Regions from separate parts of the Mus musculus genome. Here region 1 is linked to region 2. The links are chromatin contacts, called in public HiChIP or PLAC-seq maps. All regions are on one chromosome and are shown on one strand. Each heading gives the region's core, a stretch centred on a gene start, on an enhancer-like site or on the middle of the called end of the contact. The rest is flanking DNA. Distances are from core to core; before and after follow the strand shown. Region 1 overlaps Wdr95 (WD40 repeat domain 95). Region 2 holds the start of Wdr95 (WD40 repeat domain 95).

What was found. HiChIP or PLAC-seq counts read pairs in DNA pulled down with a chosen protein or histone mark.
Region 1: a BATF HiChIP or PLAC-seq map of CD8 T cells shows a contact between it and region 2, with 14 read pairs. The contact joins the enhancer-like site here to the promoter of Wdr95 in region 2. A contact is called at or near these places in 1 of 39 promoter capture datasets (the 3T3-L1 cell line), 1 of 15 datasets of contacts at CTCF or cohesin (CD8 T cells), 5 of 484 Hi-C or Micro-C datasets (3T3-L1-derived adipocytes, CD8 T cells, the HL-1 cell line and 2 more), 7 of 115 datasets of contacts at active chromatin or transcription factors (CD8 T cells, effector CD8 T cells, embryonic stem cells and 3 more) and 3 of 9 other capture datasets (adipose tissue, liver and pancreatic islet).

The regions. Positions count from the first base shown.
Region 1 is chr5:149,583,590-149,591,171 of GRCm38.p6, reverse strand. Wdr95 (WD40 repeat domain 95) reads right to left here. Exons shown (of 23, transcript NM_029440.3): 14 at 6,656-6,715; 15 at 2,937-3,102. Gm35763 (a long non-coding RNA gene) reads left to right here and starts at 6,882. Exons shown (of 3, transcript XR_377271.4): 1 at 6,882-7,079. Within about 2 kb of position 3,506, at least 19 of the 459 cell types and tissues checked have an H3K27ac peak or open chromatin away from gene starts, as enhancers often do. A contact at or near this core is called in CD8 T cells, heart atrium and memory CD8 T cells, where this site is marked.
Region 2 is chr5:149,526,458-149,533,373 of GRCm38.p6, reverse strand. It overlaps Wdr95 (WD40 repeat domain 95), which reads right to left and starts at 4,695. Exons shown (of 23, transcript NM_029440.3): 1 at 4,603-4,695; 2 at 668-714. The region is part of intron 1 of Gm15997 (predicted gene 15997); the gene reads left to right.

The sequences.
Region 1 (7,582 bases), core at 2,257-4,756, 59 kb before region 2:
TCAAGTTTAAGACAAGCAGCAGCAGAGACCCAAAACTAAGCTAAGGAAAACTCCCAAGCAACGGACAGAATGCTGATGGTGTGTTCAGGAAGGGACAGAGCCAGGGAAGGTATCTCACACGGACTATGTTTGCGCTGGCTCTTGGAAGATGGACTAGGCAGAGAAGACACTGTAGAGGAGATGGCCATCAAACCAGGACTCAATGGACACTGCCAATTCCCAAATAAACTAGCCTAGCTCTACATCTCTAAGTTCCCGAATCTGCCAGTGTTTGGGACTCTTTATCCCTACTCCCCCAGTGCCTCTTAGTAAATGAAAGTCAAGAGACATAAAGAATACTGTGGGAAAAGCACAGTCCTTCCATGACCCTCTCCAAGCCAGGCCGGGGTCGGGGCTTCAGAGAGAGAATGAGCAGCTACATATAAAGGAATGCTTACGGCCCCCCCAATATTCAATATAAGAGTATTAGGAAGTGGGTCTTTGAGAGGTCATAAAGGTGACTTCTCTGGTTTTCTGCTTGTGTTTATCCCAGGGATGGCTACAGAGGCACAAAGGTGTGCCAGCCTCTTCCTTACCCATGTTGGGTCCAGGAGTGCATCCCTGCACAACACCTCAGCTATGCCCATCTATCATGTAGAGATGACCTTCTTCACAGCGGAGACCACATGAGTCTCCTACATAAACCTTGCTGTGAAGGCTGAAGGGATTAATGACCCCAAAGCGCCTCTCTCAAAGTTCCTCAGCCTATGGCAGCTGTTAATGACGAGTCCTGTTTAATTCTCAAGTGTCAGCCTCCTGTTGATGCAAACAAGCAGACACTGCCTGTCTCTCAGGGTCAGTGTGAGCAGTAGATAAAATCAGCTTATGGGAAAATGGCTGACGGCAGAGCCAACCAGTGGGTGTCAACTGCTTTCCTATATAAACCTCCTCTGTCTCAGATGGGCTGACTTTCTTGAACTTTGGCCTGGTTGGGATCCCCTGGTTTCTCTCACAGTCAAATTCTTTTTGATGTGGAAGAGGAATTAGCAATCGCCTTTGGGCGGAAGAATGGAGCAGAAACCTTAGTGAGATGAGTCAGCAGAATAAAGACTTCACCCCCTCCAGCTTTGCAAGCCCTTTTCCCAGAGAGAACCATGGTTCTGCATGCAAGATGGCATCCCCTTCATCAAGGCCATGTGAGAAAGGCCACTGAGCTTTGGTGTGACTGTCAAGAAGCAGCCAGGTTACTCCTTCATGGAAGGGCATGCACACCGTGTGTGTGTGTGTGTGTGTGTGTGTGTGTGTGTGTGTGTGTGCGCCTGTGTGTGCACAGGAGAGGGCAAGTGCATGTGTGTGTGCAGTGTACATGTGTACGTGCCTCTGTGTGTGTGTGTGTGTGTGTGTGTGTGTGTGTGTGAAAATTCTACCTTGCGGAAGTGTTACTGTGGTGATGGCTGGGTTTGTGTTCCTGTAACAAAAGAGATTTTCAAAATGAGACTGCTTGCAGTCTACAGTAACCTGGAGCAGTGATCATTTCTGCAAACAGGGTTTTGCATCAGAATTGCTTCCTGAAGTGTCAGCCTCACATCCTAAGCCGGTGACTTTATTTTCATTTTAATGGCAAAGAAACTAAACTTCTGGAATGCAACGAACGCCCATCCCTTTCCTCCCTAAAGACTAAAAACAACAAACACAAAAAGAAACAGTTCAGTGTTCTCAGAGAGAGCTTTGGAGAATAATTTTTTTTAAACAAGTGGAGAAATGGGGATCAGGAGTTGACTTGGTGATGAGTCTGCAGGTCAGAGTTCCATTCTGATGCCAAGGTTGCCAGAGGCTCCACCGCCTATCCCCTCCAGGTGGCACTCAAGCTGACCACGTGACTTAACCATTATTATTATTTTTTTTAACTCGCTGGCTACCCACAGCTTGCCTCTGCATTAGGACCAGAAGCCCCTTAAGATCTTATACCTCTGACATCACTTCTCAGAGCCTAATGCACCTGGGAACAGCTCAGAAGTATTTTCTGGCTAAATGATTCAGAGGTTTTGTGTGTTTTGTTTTTAAATGCCTAAAGCCAGGGATCTAATCACCACTGGTGGTTCGATAAGGATTTGTAGCTTGGGCCTCAGGAAATGAAAGACCTTCCTCATTCTATGCCAAAACAATCAGCGTTCTGTGTCATCTCCTTTCCTGTGGCTCCAAAGCAGACAGCTGCTGCTTGAGAAGGAAGGGCTTGGGCCGCTAGGCGGGCAGGGGAAGGGAGGAAGCCTGTTTAACAACAGGCTATAGCCAGTGTCCCAGCCCTGCACACCCAGCAGTAAAACCAGAAGACATCTCAACTATGGTTGGGGCACCCCATTATTGTTTTGATGACCACCACGATCATTAGCAGATAGCAGACAGAGAAGACCCTGAAGAAACAGAGCCAGCCTCTCCCCCCAAAATTGGCAAGTGGTAGTGAAGTTTTGCAGTTGAATGCTTAAGTAGTAAGGAAGGATTGAGGTTGGAGATCTGTGGGTCACGGGCCACCAGAGGAGGCAGAGGATGGGTAGAGCATGGAGATCTTCCAGTCGGATGAGACATTGAGGGGGTGCTGCATGGGCTGAGCTGGGGGAGAAGGTTTAGTAGCAGGGTGGAAGATGCACATGGCAAGTGGATGGTGATGGAGAGAAAAAGTGGGAGAGGAAAGGGGTGCCAACATAGCCGCAGGGCTCAGTGGTCCAGCCTTCAGGTTGGGAGCAGATAAAGACCTCAAAGATACCGAGATAGACTTCTGTGGGCTGGGCTTTTGACAGGGAAGAGAACAGGAACAGATATGACACATGGCATGGACAGGAAGCAGGGGAGGGACGGACACGACACAAGGCCAGTCCCTCCCCAGCAAGTCATGGTCCAGAATGGAGACTCCTTTAAGGAGGGTCTGTGTACAGAGGCTATGGAACCTGCCCCTTACTTACCTTCTCTATGGTCCTGGCCATCCATGGGGCTGGGGGTGTTCAGCTTGCAGTACATGTGACCTGAGATGACATTCCAAACTATTATCTCTCCATCGTAACTGGAGGTGGCCAGAAGAAAAGGCGGGCACTGAGCCACACAGAGAATGTCCTCCTTGTGCCCATGGTTCTAAGAAAGAAAGACAGAGCTGAGAAATCAGACCCCAAACCAGTGGGTCATGGGCCACCAAAGGAGGTGGGGGTTGGGGACGGCGTGGAAGTCTGAGAACTTTCAGTCGGATGAGACATTGAGGGAATGCTGACTGGGCTGAGCTGAGGGAGAAGGCTTGTGGGGAGCAGGGGGCGGGGGATGGAGATGCGTGTGGTAGGGTTTAGGGATAATCCCAAATTAGGATAAATCCCAATTCAGGGATAATTTGATCTCTAAAGTCAGATGCGGAGGGGTTCTCTGGGACTTCTACCTCTTCATATGAGAACCCCTCTGTCTAGCAATCACTGTGTTGCAACATTTCCTGTTTGGCTATTGCCTGTCGAGGTCGAGCTCTCTAAGGGAACCGGTATGTCCTTATTCTGCCATTCTGCCATCAAGCAGGTTGTTGACAAGCGGCTCTAGCTCAGGCCGCAGTGGGTAAGGGGTGTAAGCTATGCTCTAAGGTTTGAGTTCCCGGAGAGAAAATGTCTATGTGTTGTATGGCTGTTTCACCTGTCAATTAAGAAGCCTATGACCTATGGCTTAGGCAGGAAATGGAAGGCGGGACATCTGGAAGTCAAAAGAATTCTGGGAGAGCCAGATGAGGGAAGATCTACCCAGGGAGATTCGAGGAGATAGATGTGTGGTACCTGAGTACAGATAACCAGCCACATGGCAGAATGTAGGTTAAAATAATTGGGTTATTTTAGTTATGATCCAATCAGAGTAGAGCCAAGGAATATATAAATGTATTTTGAGTCTGAGTCTTATTCCTAGAAGTGTGAGGCTGGGAGGAAGAACCCAGCCTAACTGCTACCGTTTCCCACCAGCCAGAAACCCACATGCCAGAGTAGAGTGAACCCCGGGACTCCCACTCCCCCCTCCCCGAGACATAACTGTGAATGGAAATTGAAACTATGTGCTTCTCCCCAAAGGAGGTCCTTTGCCCAGGTGTCTCCGCTGGAGACAAGAACCTGAACCTGGTGTGCGGAGACCAGAGCTGCAGAGTTCAGGGACCCCTGGCCATGAGCATTGTACATCTCTCCTGTGGGTACTTACTATGTAATGGAGATTGTTCTCTCTCTCTCCCTCTCTCTCTCTCTCTCTCTCTCTCTCTCTCTCTCTCTCTCTCTCTCTCTCTCTCTCTCTGCTATATTAAATTATCCTAACCTTCTCCTCATGTACTGGCCACAGAGATCCCCTGAGGACTTGGCTTGAATTATCAAAGAGGCTCTGCCTGCTCTTGGATTATATTGTGAGACTACTGGGGAAGCGAAGACTGATGGGTATCTCTTTCCCAAGATCCTCTACTGCCAGATGTCCTACCCCAACTGCAGAATAATGCTTTCTTTCCTATTTTTGGGCTGCACGTTTGATTCCCCCAAATCCACATGTCAAAACCCGAACCCAGTGATTCTCATCCTGTGGGTCATGACCCCTTTGGGGTGTGTGTGTGTCAAATGACTCTTTCACAGGGGTTGCACATCAGATACTTAGATTATGATTCATAACTAACAAAATTACAGAGGGACTGCATTAAAGGTCACATAGCTTTGGAAATGTTGAGAACCACTGAGCTAAAGTAAGGTAATGGTATATAGGGAGGTTACTGGTGTCACCTAGAGCATGAGAATGCAGTCCCTGTGCTGGGATTTGTGTCCACACAAGAACAGGAAGAGCCACACAGCTCATGCTTGCTCTTCTATGTGAAGAAGACACAGCAAAGAGATGCTGACAGTGGCTAGCTTTCTATCTGTTGTCCAGAAAGGGAGTCCTCACCAGAGCCTGGCCTTAGGACCTGGAACGGAGGGAAATAGATTTCTGTTGTTTAAGCTTTGTAGTGTGTGTCTTCTGTTACAACTCATTAGCATATCCTCCCGCCTACTTCTAATATGCTAGCCAATCAGACCCTCCACAGTCCTTTCAGACAGCACACCCCAGTGCCTCCGCTCTGTGCTCAAGCACCCCCTCCTGGCTGGCATGAAGATTATCTTTCCCTTCCTAAAAACCCCCTAGTGATCTTCTGATCTCCTGGATTCTGCTACAACAAAGCTATTGGGGCTCTCCCATCGCGGTCGATTATCATCGTTTGCTAGATTCCACGCTTCCGATTTCCTCTGATGCTTATCTCCTCGCCTATGTGTGAGCATCTCAAGAATCATGTTTGTCTCTTCTATGTCTGCCTACTAAGTGCATGAGTATGCCAGCGCATATGTGTGCATGCTGGAATACTAAATGCATATGCACTTCACTGACCTACGTGTGATAGCCGAAGGCCATGACTCCCCTGGGAAACCTTGCATATAGAGCTCTGTTATTTCCTCTGATGCTTTACGAAACTGCGAACTCTGTGAAGAAGGCAAGGCTGTGCCCTAGTTTGTGTATTACTGTTGGAATTCCCATAAACAACACGTATTTGGTCCACAAGAGGCACTTAGTAGGTGCTGAATGAATGAGAACACATTACTGGGTAATTATTATGAACTGGGCACTGGACAAGGTCTTCCAGACCACAGAGGAGGTATATGGATATACTGGTTAGTTTTACATTAACTTGACACAAGCTAGAGTTATCAGAGGGGAGGAACCCTCAATTGATAAAATGCCTCTGTAAGATCAGGCTGTAGGTAAACCTGTAAGGCATTTTCTTAATTAATGATTGATGGGGGAGGGCCCAGTCCATTGTGTGTGTATTGGGCTATTCCTGGGCTGATGATGGTCCTGCCTTCTATGAGAAAGCAGGTGAGCACGCCATGAGGAGCAAGCCAGTAAGCAGCACCCCTCCATGGCCTTTGTTTGCATCAGCTCCTGCCTCCAGGTTCCTTCCTGCTTTGAGACAGAAGTCTTGTCATCCTTTGACGGTGAACTGTGAATTGGAAGTGTGAAGTGAATAAACCCTTTCCTCCCCAAGTTTCTTTGGTGGTGGTGCTTCAGGACAGCAATAGTAGCCCTAACTAAGACAATGGAGTTTGTATTCTAGCAATGTGTGCCCTCGGGAATATTTGTAGGGCACGAAATAGCTGGTGATATGGCAGGCAGCTGGGCGGGTTGGCCTTATTTTCTGTATTTTTTGTCTTAATGCTTTGGCATATAAACAGTTTGGAAGAAAGCCATTCATCCCTGGGAAACTGTAGGGAGCTGGGGACATTCTGATCCCTAACAAGCATTAGGCCTTTAGCAAGCCACAGAGAGTCAGGGATGTTAGGACATCATGAATACAATTTGGCTCACCAGCCACGCCCTCCCCACCTTGAGCTTCCTGCACTTGGGGACTCAACAACTGAACTCAAGGAGTGCAGCTTGAACTCTGCCCCTCTGGCCTCACACCTCAACTCAGAACACCATCACCTCTCCCAGAGAGAAGGCAACTGCCTGGACCATGTTCTACTCAGGCAAGAGTCTGGCCATCCATAGCAGAGGCTTCGGAGAAACTGAGCATGCGTGGCAGGCTCAGGAAGTGCAGCGGAGCATTTAGAGTGAGGGAGATCTTCAGTGTGTGCTACTGTGGGCCAGACAGTGGGCTGGGGCTCACCAGGTCATCCTGCCAGTGGGGCTGAGGCTTCCGGAAATGATGAAAATCTCGAGGTATGTCCTGTATACAAAGCCAAACAAGACCCATTGTGCAAACCATAAAATGAGCTGCCAACACATTTGCGACGTCAGAGAGAAGGTGTTGGCACATTTCATAACCCTACCCCTCACCCCACCACTGATGCAGATTTTTGAAATGTCAAAGCAAATTCCCCAAGTGCCAGTGGGAATAAAAAGCAATCCTCTCCTGACGTCTGGGTGATTGCATTTCAGCAAATCATATGTCAACTGACAAGCTCTTCTTGGATCCACAGCATAGCTTTGCCTTCATAATAAGACCCAGAGCTGTTTCATGGGCTAAGCCGACACCATCAGCCTGCGAAGCTGTAATACCGAAGGACAGACTCAATGCTGAAATTTCCCAGGTAGTCATTCCTCAAATCACTCTCAGGATGCAAGGCTTAGGCTATGAAATATATTGAACTTTGAAACGAATAAGGAGAACGGACAGTGTTTAAAGACGTTCGGAAATCCAGAACCACCCAGCAGGGCAAGCAGGGTAATAAAATGTCACAGGTAGATTTAAAACTTAGTTTTTTGGGCGGTACTTTAAATTTCTGTCTTCTAATCCCCTCCATAAAGAGGGATTTCATGTCTGCAGAGACGTTTATGGGTGGCCTTTTATTTCCTCTTTCTGATTGGAGACGCTCTAGGATGCTTTAAAGACAGGCCAGGAGAAAGGAAGACAGTAAAAGCCTTTCAGCCTCCGCCCTCCCGCCACCCCACACCCCTGCGGTTCCCCCTGGTACTTGTGTCTTTACAAGTAGGTTGAGGTGGAGGGGCTGGGAAGGAACTGTGGGTGGGGAATTAGCAAGGTGTGAATCATGAAAAGAACTTAGGACCTGCACCTGAGCAGGCACCACCTCCG
Region 2 (6,916 bases), core at 3,446-5,945:
TTGATTTTTTTTTTTTTTTGTATTACTGATCTTATTATCATTTGCTTTGTTATATGGAGAACTGTTTCCTGAATAGATGAAGGAATCCAGCTTTGGAGGTACGTTTGGTATTGTGGTCGTGACAGGAGAGTGAGGGCAATGCTGAGAAGTGAACATGGAACAGAGCAAGAGTGTGAAGTGGGAATGTGAGCCTAAGAAAATTAGAAAGGAGAAAAGCAAAGCCCCCAAGCCCCCAAGCCCCCAACGTGTGTGTGTGTGTGTGTGTGTGTGCGTGTGTGTGTGTAGTCAGAGGTTGACATTAGGTATACTTTTCATTTGTTCCCCACCTTCTTTAAAGACAGGGATTCCCACTGAACCTGAGAGTTAAGGCTGAGTTAAGGTAGCTTGGTCAGATGGCCTTCTCCTTGGATTCACCGGTTTTCATTCCAACCCCACAGTTAGGATTGTCGGTGTGCTGCACCCAGCTTCTAGGTAGGTGCTGGGGATCCCCACATTTGAACAATAAACATTTTACCGGGTGGGCCATTTCCCCAAGCCCCTCGGCCATCTTGAGAACATTTGGTTTAGTCTTATACCACATATACAAAATATTGTGAAAAAAATTTTTTTGCTTTAAAAACATATGGCTCCACTTCTTCTGCAATTGCATTTAGACTTCAATATTTACCTTAGTAGTTCACCTACAGATGCCAAAAACAGAATGTTCACACATCCCTGCAATCAATTTGAAAAAGAAGAAAAGAATGAGTGAAAACTCAACACGTCCCGCTTGTTCCACGGATGCTAGAAGCATGCGCTCTCAGCAGAGACAGCCACCAGCATTTCTCACGCAAAAGGAGTGTGTGACATTGCAGAACCTCCCCCACCCCTTTCCAAGCAGATGGGATGTCACATGCAGAGACACCGGGACCTGAGTTCAGGTCCTATAACCCTGAGTGGGACATGAGCTCAGCCAGACTGCACCTGTCCAAGTGTCAGGACTCAGAGTCACAGGGCACTGCCCTGTGGCACCCAGAGGACCTTGATCATGCCAGCACACACAGCACAGTGAGCATTGTCTGGGATTGCATTTGATACAGTGGAAAATACTGGCATAAGAATAAGGTATGTATAATAATGATGTAACTATATTTTAATTTCAAGAAGAAAAGAAAACAACAACAAAAGACCCTTGCTGCCATGGGGGTATCTAACAGACTCTGCGTATTGCCAGTGGGGAAGAGCTAGCATTTTCCAATATTCAATATTTCCAATATTCATTCATCAGTGGCATTGTATATTTTAGTGCATTAAATTCCCACAATAATCTCATAAGATTTATGAACATGGTGGTGCACACATGTAATCTCGGAACTCAGGAGGCTGAGGCAGAAGGATGGTGATGAGTTCAAGCTTAGACTAGACATCAAAATGAGACATTGTTTCAGGAAAAAAAAAAAAACAATAATAATGACTACGAGAGGATGATGTCATTTGGCTGCCAATTTTATCATTTCTTCACTGTTTTTTTTTTTTTCTTTCTCCAAGATGGGAACAGTGTGGTTGAATGATGTACACAAGGCAGTGGAGATTGTAATTTGCAGAACAGGGCCACATTGAGGGTCTTTGAGTTCAGACAGGTGCCAGAATCTTGGCTGAGTCAGAACAGTTTGTTCCTTGGTAGTTTGTATCATTTTCTCTCTCTCTCTCCCTCCCTCTCTCTCTCTCTCTCTCTCTCTCTCTCTCCCTCTCTCTCTCTCTCTCTCTCTCTCTCTCTCTCTTTCTCCCTCTCCTTCTCCCTCTCCCTCTCTCTCTCCATCCCTCCCTCCCATCCTTTCTTTCCTTTTTAAAAGATTTATTCATTTTATGTATATGAGTATTTGCATATCAGAAGGAGGTATCAGATTCCAGGATAGATGGCTGTGAACCACCATGTGGTTGCTGGGAATTGAACTCAGGACCTCTGGGAGAGTAGACAGTGCTCTTAACTCCTGAGCCATCTCTCCAGACCTTGTGTTATTTTCTTGATAAACCACTGTGGTGGTTTGAATATGCTTGGCCCATGGGAAATGGCACTATTAGGAGGTATGGCCTTGTTGGAGGAGGTGTGGCCTTGTCAGAGGAAATGTGTCACTGCGGAGGTGGGGCTTTGGGGTCTCATATACATGATCAAGTCTGGTCACCATGATCCAGAGCCTTCTCTTGGCTGCCCACGGAAGACAGTCTCCTGATGGCCTTCAGATCAAGATGTAGAACTCTCAGCTCCTTCTCCAGCACCATGTCTGCCTGCACACTGCCTTGCTTCCTGCTGTGATGCTAACAGACTAGACCTCTGAAGCTGAAAGCCAGCCCCAGTTAAATGCACGATATACCCCTGAAAGCCCATTTCATATGTAAGACCATTTCAGAGCATAATCTATTAATGGCATTTTGTCAGCATTTGTGGGTCTCTCACCTCCTCTTTATGCTATTATAATGGCATGGAGATACTCACTCTCTATATAGGAATCTCCACCTTCTCTCCTCCCTGGACTTCCAAATCAACAGCAAGGCCCTGCTGTCTCCTTGTGCACCCCTCCCTAGAGCCCTGCCACCTGGCTTCTCTCCCCTCCCCCTCCCCCCACCCCCACCCCAACTCTTCTCAAGATGGCTTCACTTCTCGTGCTCCTGAATGGCATCTTCTCAGTGACTGCATCCCTCAGCTAGCGATCAACCCCTTCTCACTTCAGCACCTCTTGGCCCCGTTGGTTGCTCAGGTGCCTCGCTTCTCTTAGTTCCTCTCTTGTCTTAGAGTTGGGGTCTCAGGGGTTTGCAGCTTCACTGTAACACTGAGTCCTTTCAGTTCAACACTCTGGGTCCTTGAAGGATGTTTTTTTTAAAACCATGGAGCTGTCTTCCCTAAACCACTGGTGTGTTTACACCTGTGTGGCTCCCATGGGCCCCTGGGACTTGCGCCTTCCAATGGACCCCTGCGTTTGCCCTTCACTTCACTCTGAACACTCGCAGCTATCCAGAAAGCTCCACGGCTTCATCGGCTTCCAAAGGCGTGTCAGTCTCCTGGGGTCCTAGCGACCTATGCTTGGAACATGGTGGGCGGAGCAACCGCCTGGGTGGTCCCCAAAGGCTCCCTTCTCCTTCCCTTCTCCTTTCCACCTGGTGTGTGTATGGGTGTCAGTTCAGGCCTGGCTCCTCTGGAAGGGGATTACAGCTTCATTCCCTCCCATGCATCCTCTGGCTGCCTCCACGGAACGTCTCGTCCATCTGACCTGGGGTGATGACTGGCCTTGGACCACCACCCCCCCCCTCCCCCCGCCTCTTAGCTTCCATCTTCTCCCTTACCGACCCAGAGCTCTCTGCGGCTCTCCTGCAAGAAAGCAAGATGGCAGCTTGTTACCAGCTAGATCATGTTGAGACCCCTTAGCCTTCAAGCCTCCACCAACACAGCCCCTCATTCGTTCATCATCTCCACTCCTGTGCTCTGAACTCGAGCTTCCTTCCAGTCCACCTAGCTACCTACCCACTTCTTTCCCTGCCCACCAAGGCTGTGCCCGGTTTATGCAGTGCCATTCACAGGCCGCCCTCTCCCTACCTGGAGTTGGTACATGTATGGAGTTGGCTCATAAAGCTCTCTTCCCTCGATCCAGTCCAGTGACTACTTTAGCGGTGCCAATACCGAGGATAGCTATCCCATACCTGGTGTTATTAGTGTTAGCACGTTAGCATTCCTTCTAGGTTCCTCCCAACAGTTAGTTACCTAGCAACAGCCAGGTGGGAGCCTGGGTTGCTATAAAAAGAACTGTTTGGCCTCTCTTCACTCTCTCTGACCCCTTTCTCTCTCTCTCTCTTTCTCTGACCCCCCCACCCTCCCTCTCCCCATCTTTTTCTGTCCCTTCTTTTTCTCTACTTCAACTCCTTTCTCAACCCCCTTCCCATGCCTCAAGTGAACATTTTATACTAGACCCGTGTTGTATGACTGGTACCTGGGGACAGGGGGCACCCACTAAGACACCCCCTCCCAGTGAAGCATACCGCGCTTTACAAAACATATCAAGTAGCACGGTTGAGTTCTTACTATATGTCATCACTAATTCAGTTACCTCTAAAAATAATTCCAAGAGAGGACTAAGGCAACCTTGGCCCAAATCACATCAACATTTGACACCCAGTCCGAGTCTTTACTAGTCACTAAATAGACACACTTTAAAAAAAAAAAAAAAAACTTCCCAAAGCACATTTATTGTGTGATCCTCCCCCCCCCCCCGCCCCCTTAAAGGGCCTAGCTAGATACTGAACACACGATATGTCTTTGATCCACTCACTGATTTGAGCTTCTAGCTTCCAGACTTAAGAATACCACGACCCCAGATGAGCAATTTATGGAAACAACAGTCACCAAGATCATTTGCCCTGGTCAATGACAGATGATAAACCATATCAGGACAAAGTGACCCGCAACATCCTGATAAGAAACCATCTCAGCCTCTGTGGGCTCCTTTTTCCTCTTTCTTTCCTCTTTTGGAAGAAGAAAATCCAGATCAGACACCTGAGAACTCATTGCTATTCTGTAGTCAGGTTGCTTCCAACTCTTTTATTCAAACCACCCCAGGGGCCTTGTGACATTACCTGCTAACGATTCTAACTCATCTTTCCAAACAAAGAGGCATCAGCCTGTCAAACAGCAACAGCCTTCCATCAACAGAGAGCTGAGGTCTCCTCCAGACTGGCAGAATGGGTGAGCGCTTACCGTACTCCCCATCCCCCACCCCGCGCCAGGGCCCTATGTGAATTTCTATGGGGTAATATTTACAGTGCTGGATGGCTGGGCCCTGTGGAGCTTAATGGGCTTCTTAATAAAGGCAGGCTTCATTAAGACAGAGAGCGCGGGGCGTCGTGCCCTTGCTTTGGAGGAGAGGACAAGCCAGCACAAGACGAATGCTCTCCCTCCGCTCGAAAATCATGCGGGTCAAGTGCCTTGTCACGCATTAACAGTCTTTTAAGTTGCTAGGCAGATCGAGAGGAGCCGAGCGGATAAACCAAGGCGGAGGAATTATGAGACCCATCCTGGTAGCACAAACGCTGGAACACAGAGCTGCCTTTAAACAAAGTAATTTGCTAAATGAGCGGCTGGCGGGTTTCCAGATGGCCAATGTGACACGGGCTTGGATGAATCCTTTCTTCAATCACGCGTTTGTCTGGACTGAGACATGAAAGGCCAGGTCAGAGCTACTGCGGTGGCTGCTGTAGCTTTGAAGCCCTTACATAAAACTCTACTGGTGTGGAACTCCGGCAGCTCCAGTGTGGCAGCTGGCGCGGGTGCCCTGGCGTTGGTGCTTGGGAGGCCACTAAGACAGCTGCTCCTTAAGCGGGAGGACAGCCAGCTCAGAACAGGGCTTCTCTGTCTTGCCTACCGCTTCGCTTCACACCAGGTCTCTGGGCAGGTGACCTTAGTACCAGATGAAACTGTAGTTGAAGTCTAAGAAGCAGAAATGTTGTAATTTTAAATATGAATTATTAAGAATCACTTAAAATCATTTCCATGAGTTTTGTCTTTCTTCCTTCAGTCCTGAATGATGTGTTTAAAATAAATAAATAAATAAATAAATAAATAAATAAATAAATAAATAGGAGATATGTGCTATGAGGTGTGGTGAGGTGTGGGAGAAGGGAATGTCTCAGCGGGCCCATGCCGAGGCATCCCTTCCCCATGAGGGACCAGCCACAGGTATAGTATAGTATAGTATAGTATAGTATAGTATAGTATAGTATAGAATAGAGTTTATTCAGGGCATGGGGAGGGGAGTTAAGAGGGCAGTGGAGGCAGAGAAAGGCAGAGAGAGGGAGAGTAGAGAAGTAGAGGAGTAGAGGCCAGCCATGAGCACGTGGAGGGGGGCGGGGAAGAGGCGAGGGGACAGAGTGGGAACAAGAGAGCAAGAGAACAAGAGGGAGAGGAGTGGGCAAGCAGCCCCTTTTATAGTGGGTCAGGCCTACCTGCCTGTTGCCAGGTAACTGTGGGGTGGAGTTTAGACAGAATTCTGACGCTGAACCCAGGACCTTATAAATGTTAGGTAAGCACTCTACCACTGAGGTACACCCCAGACCTCTAAGTCAGTTTGGAAATGCCCAAGATGGATGGAAAAAAAATCTACCTTAATTTTAATTTAGATTTAATGGAGGATGTATACAAGTCCTAGTTTTCAGACATGGTCTCTCTCAGCTGTGTCCCCTTTCTCACTAAATCGTATCTTGGTTTGAGGTCTTTATAGAGACAATGATGATCATTCCGTTCTGGGACGTCAAAGTCCGTGAAACACAGTGAATGAATGAAACCAGGTGATCTGGAGCCATCCGAGGGGCATGGGCCACACGGTAACCGGTAACATCACGAACGGGTGGCAGGCAGTGGGGAAAAAACAAACCAACAAACAATCTGGTTTCGCTGTGCCAAGCTCCGAGGCAAGCTTTACAGGGGGTTCTTAGCCTCCCTTGGCACAGATTTCTGTTCAGTTGCTAAGCAGTCAAGCCCCACCCCATGACGGAAGCCAAAGGCCAGACAATAGCTTTCCTCTTCACCCTGAGCCTCGCTGGGCTTCGGTTCATCTCTGACTCAAGAGGAAAAGTTTAAAACATTGAGTCACCAGTAGAAAGCTTCCGTAGCATTCTGGGGGAAACAGCAGTGTGTTGAGGAAGGTCCCCTAAAGCACCTTGCGGACCGTGGTTTCAGATCTACACAGGGTGGAAAATTTTGCCAACTGAGTTCTATTTCCTGTGTATGCACGAATGGTTTCCTCTCCTAAAAGTTTCCTATCACTGGGGCTTAATGACCCACAGTCAGCCCGATGTAAACACATTCACTGAACAGAGATGCTGTGGAGGAGGGGAGCTTGCTTCTCTGTCTCAAGCAGATACCATTGTCTGTGACCAGATCGCCCCAACCAAT